Linked DNA regions of Gossypium arboreum: region 1 is linked to region 2. Evidence: chromatin contacts called from public Hi-C data. All regions are on one chromosome and are shown on one strand. The core of a region is the stretch at or near the end of the contact, and the rest is flanking DNA. Distances in the headings are between cores, read along the strand shown.

Region 1 (4,426 bases), core at 1,432-3,931, 260 kb after region 2:
GATTTGCCAAATGAAGGCATGTAAAAATATGTTTATCTTTTTGTATATGGCCATGAAAATTGGCTTAATGGAAGTAGGCTATGACTTACGAATTTTTGTATGGTTTTATTTACAAGTGATGGGTTGTTACCAATTAGCAATGAGTTACATGAACGAGCTAATTTCGGACGAATTAAAGTGACATGGAAACTCATAAACACTAAATGGGAAATAACCTTGCATGTATGAAACCAATGATATGAGGTTTTCATACAACTAGTTTTATCAAGATTATTTGCAAGTGTATAATCATGTTTTCCTTCAAACTTGGTAACCACTAAGTATAAAGAGTAGAAAGGGGTGACTTAAGGCTTGGAAAATAGCCTATTAGGGTCCACATGGTCAGACACACGGGCGTGTGTCTAGGCCGTGTGTGACACGCGGTTCCTTCCCATGAGGGTGGGCTATGGTCGTGTGTCCCTTGCACTTAAAATTTTAAATAAAAAATGCACACGAGTAGGCCACATGGACGTGTATCCTTGCCGTGTCTAAAAGACAGTGTTGTCTACGGGCAGGAAGCACGAGCGTGTGCCATGGCCATGTTGATAAGTCAATGTTGCACACGGCCGAAGGGCATGAGCGTGTCCCAAGTCACTAGGGCGTGTGAGTCCACACGGCCCATCTACACGGGCGTGTAACACTTTAAAATAAGGAAAATTTTTTGAAGAGCCCAAGGTTTATCGAACGTGCCCGAATTTGTCCCGCATTGCCTTTAGGTACGTTATAGGCCTCGAAGGCCTGTATAAGGGACGAGATATTCATGGTTGAAAGGTTTTAAATCTGAGCAAAAATTTACGACCCAAATAGTGTGTTATATGTGTAAAGCCCCGATAATGCCTTGAACTCTATCCCAGCGTCGAATACGGGTGAGGGGTGTTACAGAGGGTCCATTTAAGGGACGTTTTGAATAATATCGGAAGATGAACAGTGATTGATATGATTTATCTGTAAATGTTCTGAAAGTTCCAGTAATGCTCCATAACTCTGTTCCGGCGACAGATACGGGTTAGGGGTGTTAGAACAGTACATCAATTAATTTGGCCATTTGGTTCATTTTGTGCATATAGGCTCCCTAGAAAAGCACGGCATGTTAATTTGGCAAATTAAGTAATTGATTTTGAGTTTAATGTTGGATGCATGCATGTACCATTTACTTAGGGAGTCAAATTATGCCATGATGTGTTGTGATGAGTATGAGCATGCCTTAAATATTGTATGAATGTATTATGTGACTTGTTCGGATTGGGTTTAAACCTTTAATGCACGAAATGGTAAGTGGGGAAGTGTCCAAACTTCAGTTTGCCAAATTGCTAGTTTGATTGCTGCAAAATTTTATGGCACGTCGAGACGACGTTTGAACATCGTTAGGACTTAGGTTCGACGTTGGGACGCCCTTCTCACGTCATCGGGACAATGGCCTCCCTTTAAGGCACGTTGCTACGTGATGCCTTTGCTCTGAAGGCCAGTTCTCCAAGCTTTGTTCTTTAGTCATGATATTTTGGTTAGGCAATCGAAGTCCAAAATGGTTACAAAATGCTTTAGAAATTCACATTCTTGAGTTTTAGATGGTTAATTTCATAAGTCCGCTGTTAATTTTGTAATTAGATTATTTTTAATATTTTTTATCTTTTCAATTTAGTCCGTAAAGTACTTGATTTAAAATTAGCTAAAATTTACTAATCGGATCAAAACGATATCTGGAGTAACTTCCTTCATCCATTATCGTGCATATGCTCTCTTTATTTTGTACCATAGTTCTTTGGAATGGTCAAACACTTAACAACAATGGTGGCCTTAGGTAGAACGATGGCATATTTAGATATTTGCGGGCATTTGATTTGTAATTGTGATAAAAAAAATATTAAGGATTCAAAAAACATTAGGATTCAAATTTTTTAAGGTAACGGATGTGTATGTTAATATTTAGATATTCACTTCACTTTTAAAAAATTTGTTTGCAAATTAAGATATTGGTGTAGAGACTAATAATTTGTATTGAGATAGTAAAAAATTTGAAATAGTTAAAAATATTATTTTAATTATTATTTAATTGAAATAGCATTATTTTATTATTTAAATAATTAAAAATATATATCCAAATTCATTTCCTAAAAGATTTACCAATTATAAATTTATAGTGATTGAATTATAAAACAATTAAGGTAAATGGCATCTTTTCGAGATACAACAATCCTATACTCAAATTCTAACAAATATGATTTATAAAATTCAAAATATTAAAATTTATGATTTATAAAATTCAAAATATTAAAATTTTTACTTTTTAATTTAGTAATTTTTAAATTTTATTTTATAATTTCAATAATTTTTGTAACTTTTATTTTCTAAAATGATTTTTAGGTATTTTCGGTGATAATACTATTGTATGAGTCTTGGCGGTGTATAATTGATTGAATATCTCATTCGTTAAATTTTCAAATCTAAAAATTGAATTGAGAATGTTTGATAATGTAGGGTACTAAAGTGAGAAAGAAAACTTTAAAAACTAAAATAATAATAAAAAGAAAAGAAATTTTAAAGACTAAAGTGTGTGGATTAAGCTGAAGGATAAATTAAAGATTTCGGTGAGAATAAATCCAATCCTTTATATCATGCCAACATTCTTATGAAAATCCTTCCTAGGAAAAAAATTTGCAGTATCTCTCAAAGCTTATGAGATGGACAATGGGCACTTTCGAACAGTGAAAGAGCCGAGAGAGCTTGGTCAATTTTTTATTAGCTTAAAGGAGGCACTCATAGCAAGGCGAAACCAAGACCTCACCTGATGGCTAGCGCTTCTTCAGTAATAATTATATATATATCCATCCAACTTTCAGCGTTATCGAGGTTACTCACTCACTTTTTCATCTTGTCTGAAAAACTGCCTGACACACAAGTCCATTAGTGTTCTCCACGCCACAAGCAAACACCATATCTTTTAGCATTTATTCACTGCACACATCAGCTTTATAAAGCTTAATAATAATATAATGCAGTGACTGTTCCGACTATTCCCAAATGCAACGACTAGCTAACCTTGCTATCAACCCCTTTTGTCCTTGCCTTCCCTTTCATTTATATCTAAGCCTTTTGCATTTAAACATGCCAACCACTCCCCTTTGGTGAAGCTCCTATGAAGCTATGAATTAAAAGCACCATTTCTCATTTAGCTTTGTTTTTTGTGTCAACTCTTCTATGGGGAAGATTGGAGGAAACTCTTGGTTGACTGCAGTCAAGAAAGCCTTTAGGTCTCCTACTAAGGAAAACGATAAGAGGAGCTGTAGAAGGAGAGAAGATGGTGAACAAGAGGAAGAAGAGAAGGTTATTATTCTCTCTTCAACTTTTCCTTTTTCTCTTGAATGTTTTTGTTTGTGCATGTGATTAACTTTAACTCAATGTTCTTTTTCTTGGTTTGCGCAGAAAAGAGGGAAACGAAGATGGATTTTCAAGAAGCCTTCGTATCAGGAAACAGTGATACAACACAGTGAAGCAAGCACCATAGTCACAATAACCAATGCTAAAGTTGCCACTAATTCAGAAACCTCAGCACTGAATACCGTTCCCGAAGCTGAGCAAAGATCACATGCCATTGCAGTGGCTATTGCTACTACAGCAGCTGCTCAAGCAGCAGTAGCAACCGCACAAGCTGCTGTAGAAGTAGTTCGGCTCACCAGGCCTTCCGTTTTCTTGAGAGAACACTTTGCTGCTATTGTTATACAGACAGCTTTCAGAGGTTATCTGGTAATAACGTAGCAATGATCTTTGTTTCTTGAATAATTTATATTGGTTTCGTAAGGAAAAGGTTTTTGGACTAAGAAAAACAATTGTGGTTTTGAAGGCAAAGAGAGCTCTTCGGGCACTCAAGGGGCTGGTGAAGCTGCAAGCCTTAGTGAGAGGACACAATGTCCGAAAGCGAGCGAATATTACTCTCAGATGCATGGAGGCTATGGCTCGAGTGCAGGCCCGGGTTCGTGATCAACGTAAGAGGCTTTCTGTGCATGAAAGAAGCATGGACTCTATATTCAGTGATCACAGGACCAACACCTTATGGAGCTCGTATCTTGCAGACAAGAATTCCATTGTAAGAAATACGACTCAAAGATGACTTGTTTTAAGCTTCAACTCATCAACAGCTTACAGCTTGTACTTGTTTATTGAACTTGTAATTTGTGATGCAGTACTCTAGAGAAGAGAGCAAGTATGACGATGATTGGAGGACCCATTGGGACGAGCACCCGAAAACACTAAAGGAGATTCAAGCCATTTTGCAGAAGACAAAGCAAGCTACCATGAAGCGTGAAAAGGCTCTCGCTCAAGCATTCTCTAACCAGATTTGGACAGGTGATAGAAACACTGTTGAAAGTGAGGACGAGGTTGACGGAAAAAC
Region 2 (4,417 bases), core at 941-3,440:
TTCAATTTTTTGGGAAACATTTATTTTAATGATTTTAGTGTATATGATGTATTATATTTTTTTAAATAGTTTTTATTTAAAAAATAATCTAAAAAATTAATACGGACAGACCGGATTGGGCTCGGGATTCATATTTTTAATCTAGGTTGAGCTAGGTCGAGCTAGGCCCGAGCCTAAAAAAGAGACTTAAAATTTTGCATTGGTCTGGCATGAACCCAATCCATGATCAAGTTTATTATCACTTTAAGAGTTTTTTCAAGGTTGTAGTTCAATTTATTTATTTAAAAAAAATTGTATAAAATTATTTGATATATATTATAATAAAATTTTATGATAAAATTTATTATTTTTAAAAATTTTGATTATTTTTAAATATTTTCAACTATCAATCAAGAAAAAGAAATTTATAGGTAACATAGTTATATTCTGCGATAAGCCAGTACTTTATCGCTTTACTTTTGTTATGTTAGATTCTCCCAAACGTACTACAAAGTGCCTCCCAAGTCTGCAATATTTTCCCCTTTTTCTTTTGCTAACATCAGACAATGTAGTTTTCTTCGTTAAAAAGCTGCGAAACAGCGGAGGGAAGACAAGGGTATACAATAATATTTTCTATAAAATACTTCAACATTCGTTTTTGCTCTTCTTTTTCCCTGCCAAATCAAAGCAAAGAATATGAGAAAAAAAAAAGCATAATTGGGAAAAAATAAAATCCACCACCGTATCGGTTGAATCAAATAGTTCAATTATCTTGAAATATTTCAAAAATAAAAATAATTAAAAGTCATAAAATTTTATAAAAAATATGAGAGGTCATAATTTACAAAAATATTTACAAAATAATCAAAATGTAATGAAAAGTCAAATTTTTTGTTAAAAATCTAAAAAATAATTGTGCAAATATTTTGTATTCCTAAGATTTTTAATTTTTATTATTGATACAAAGATTGGGATTATGATAATTTGCAATAGTTCACCTACTGGGTGGAGAGTCATTATGAATAATTAAAGTATTTCTTGGAAGAAAAAAGCACTAGAGGGGAAGAAAGATATATACTTCAGTAAGGGTGTAGAGAGAGATCAAAAAGAGAGCTCCCTATTTCTTATTCAAAAAGAGAGATCCCTATTCCTTAATTCTTGATGGTCTTATAAAGTGGTGCCATCAGTCCTTCTCGAGATGCTTAGTTTCATACTTTTTGAAGCTTAGCTGACCTATTGATATTCTTTACTTGTAAATATGGGATGTCATGTTAGAACAACGAATATATGTAATGTATGAATGAAACGTATTCTATATATATTAGGAATGTAGTCTCATAATATATGCTTGAGATGTCATGAACTTATGAGGTTGAGGGCTTAATGAGTCTTGCGCTCGCAAAATCTTAATTTTATAATTAATTTTAATTTATGAGATGACTTTAGTTGAACGATTGTCCGACAAAACTAATGCTGCGTAAGGTAAACTTAAGAAGTGTAGACATAATACCTATCAATTTCAATAATTTAGCTTTTAGATTTACATCGATGAAAGAAATGAACTTACTAATTGAATAGATTTAACCTATTACTATCATGAAAGAAAGAGAAAGGAAAAAAAAGAAAAGCGTAAAGCATAAAATAAAATAAAAATAAAAAAAAAAGAAGAAAAAGAAAAAACAGGTTTTAGGGATTGCAACTTACGAGTAAATATGACCATAACAAAAAATCCTTCAACAGCATACATCAGAATAGGTTACCTATATATGGTGGCGCTGGAGTTGTTGGCATCCAAGAAGGAAAATTGTTTCCATAAATGGAAACGAAAGTGATTAAATCATAAAATAATACCTTAAATGCAAAAAACCAAAACCCATTTCATGAATTGAATGTTATATTAGTAAAGTAGCATGAAAGATATGAGCAAATTAATGAAAATATGAACAAGTTGAAGATTCAAATTGTAGTGAAACCAACTAGTAATTAATTAAGGATAATGTTAATTTTGTACATAAAGCAATGGCATTTGTGTTTGTACATAGTTTATGGAATGTTCCTAGGTGATGAATCAAACACATACTTTATTACCACCTCCCGACCCCAATAAATGAATAACAAAGAAAGAATAAAACCAGGATGGGCGCTTCCAATCCAATGGAAGCTGGCTGACTAAATTTGCAGCCATTAATGCAATTTACTCAGCCTCAACCAACAATTGCATGGGGAAAAATGAAAGCTGTCGTCCACAACTGACTCTGCATGCCCATTGAAAGCAGGTCCACTCAAATACGAATCCGAGGACCTTTCTTACCCATTATTACTTAACCCATAAAATTTTCCCATTACCCCTAATTCGAATCTCTCATGCAAAGCAGTCCTAATTAATTGAGAGAAATTTATTTTATATTTAGGAATTTTAAAATATAAAATTCAATTTTTAACATTTACTATCTTTTTAAAATATAGTTACTTTTCACAAATTTAGAATTTAGTTCTTACACTTTTGTTTTAAGAATTTAGTTTTTTATTTTCCAGATTTTAAAATTTAAGTCTAGTTATTAACACTATTAAGTTTTTTTAATTCAATTTGTTGGTGTGATAATTTAAAATAAATAAAAATAATTATATAACTAAAAGATCCGTTGCAATGAATCAATTTAATAAAATAATTTTAATAATATTAACAAGTGAACTTAAATTTTAATATCTAAAAATAAAAAACTAAACTTCTCAAAATAAAATTATACCAATTAAATTTCAAATTTATAAAAATTATAACACATTTTAACCTTAAAAAAAAACATGCATGTTTTGAATATAGTCATCATCTAAATTACGCAAAAGCCCTAAATTTGAAATTGTGTGGCTTTGAACCAATACGAACATAACACGTCATATAATCAATTTCCACATTGAGAATTTAGATTACTAATATATTCCTCAATGTACTCGTGATCATCCAAACTCTTCGACGGTAAATCAGTGCAATTTTTTACACACACGGGCAATTGAACCTTCCATAATTTTTCTACGGAATTATCGTAATTACATGGATCCTTTTATGGATGGATTAAGTAGTTTATCACTACAGTTTTTCTCTCCAATTATTTTCTTCTCATAATGTAACTAATTTAACAAGGCTTTCTAACCCAAGTTTGTTGTCTTTAATTAACTTCCATTTCCAATACATATCATTACCTCGAGCAAGCATATGAACAACTCAACGAAATATCATTCCTCGTCACAATCCGAACTCTCTTTTATTCTCCATGAAAAAAAAAAATTCCAAATGAAAAACAAAATTTGAAAATAAGTAGGAGAAGAAAAGTTCATTCGGAGAGCAATTCACTACAGCAAAACAGGTTTTTCGCGGCGTTTGGACAAAAAACAGCGCTATAGATTGAGCATTAGCAGCTTTTTTTTAAAAACTTCGCTATAGATCGAGAATTAGAGGCGTTTACTGAAAAACACCGCTATAGATCGAGTATTAGCAGCGCTTTTCTAAAAACGCCGCTATAGATAGAGCATTAGCGGCTCTTTTTAAAAAACTCCGCAAAAAAATTCAGCAAGACACCGTTTTATGTTAGCTTTAGTGGCATTAGCGGCGCTTTTTGAAAAACACCGCTATAGATCTAGCATTAGCGGCGCTTTTTAAAAACGCCGCAAAGAAATTCAGTAAGATGTCGTTGTTTTATGTTGAGCTTTAGTAGCATTAGCGGTGCTTTTTGAAAAACGCAGCTAAAGATCGAGCTTTAGCAGCGCATTGTCAAAAACGCCGTAAAAAACATTTTATCTGTCTATTTATTATTTAAATGGTTTATTTATATTAATTAAAATACAATTTATTTTTAATTGAATATTTAAATTCTTCAGAAAAAATAGTGACATGTACAAAAATTTGAAAATAAAAACATAGAAAATATATGTTAAAAATGAAAAATTAAAATACTATTATTTAAAATAATTTTAAAGCTTTTTGGGTATATGACTGATTGTTTGTCAATTTATATATTAAATAAATTCTTATATAATCGTAAAAGAGATAATATTAATTTTAAAATATTTAATTAATTATCATTATGGCTTAGGGTTTATGGTTTAGGCTATTTATAGTTTATGAGTTACTATTTTAAGGTTTATGGATTATGGGTTTAGGGATTATGGTTTATGGTTTAAGGGTTGGGGTTTAAGGTTTAAGGGTTAAGGGTTAAGGGTTAGGGGTTTAGGGGTTAATATGATAGGGGTTAGGGGTTTAGGAGTTTGGGGGACAAGGGTTAGGGGTTTAGGGTTTAGGGGAATTAGTGTGATAAATTTATGTTAAAAAATTAAAATACTATTATTTAAAATAATTCTAAACCTTTTGGGCATATAACTGATTGTTTGTCAATTTATATATTAAATAAATTCTTATATAATCGTAAAAGAGATAATATTAAAT

The links. Hi-C and Micro-C count contacts between places; a contact is called where the count stands out from the background.
Region 1: a Hi-C map of leaf shows a contact between it and region 2, with 1.9 times the contacts expected there. The contact joins the promoter of LOC108484312 here to the enhancer-like site in region 2. A contact is called at or near these places in 2 of 5 Hi-C or Micro-C datasets (both in leaf).

Annotation. Positions count from the first base shown.
Region 1 is chr8:58,445,369-58,449,794 of ASM2569848v2, forward strand. It overlaps LOC108484312 (protein IQ-DOMAIN 17-like), which reads left to right and starts at 2,682. Exons shown (of 4, transcript XM_017788089.2): 1 at 2,682-3,360; 2 at 3,460-3,780; 3 at 3,878-4,120; 4 at 4,218-4,426. The coding sequence starts at 3,235.
Region 2 is chr8:58,187,726-58,192,142 of ASM2569848v2, forward strand. No RefSeq gene overlaps it. Among protein-coding and RNA genes, the nearest start is that of LOC108468386, 97 kb to the left of the region's middle. Within about 2 kb of position 2,191, at least 2 of the 2 cell types and tissues checked have an H3K27ac peak or open chromatin away from gene starts, as enhancers often do. A contact at or near this core is called in leaf, where this site is marked.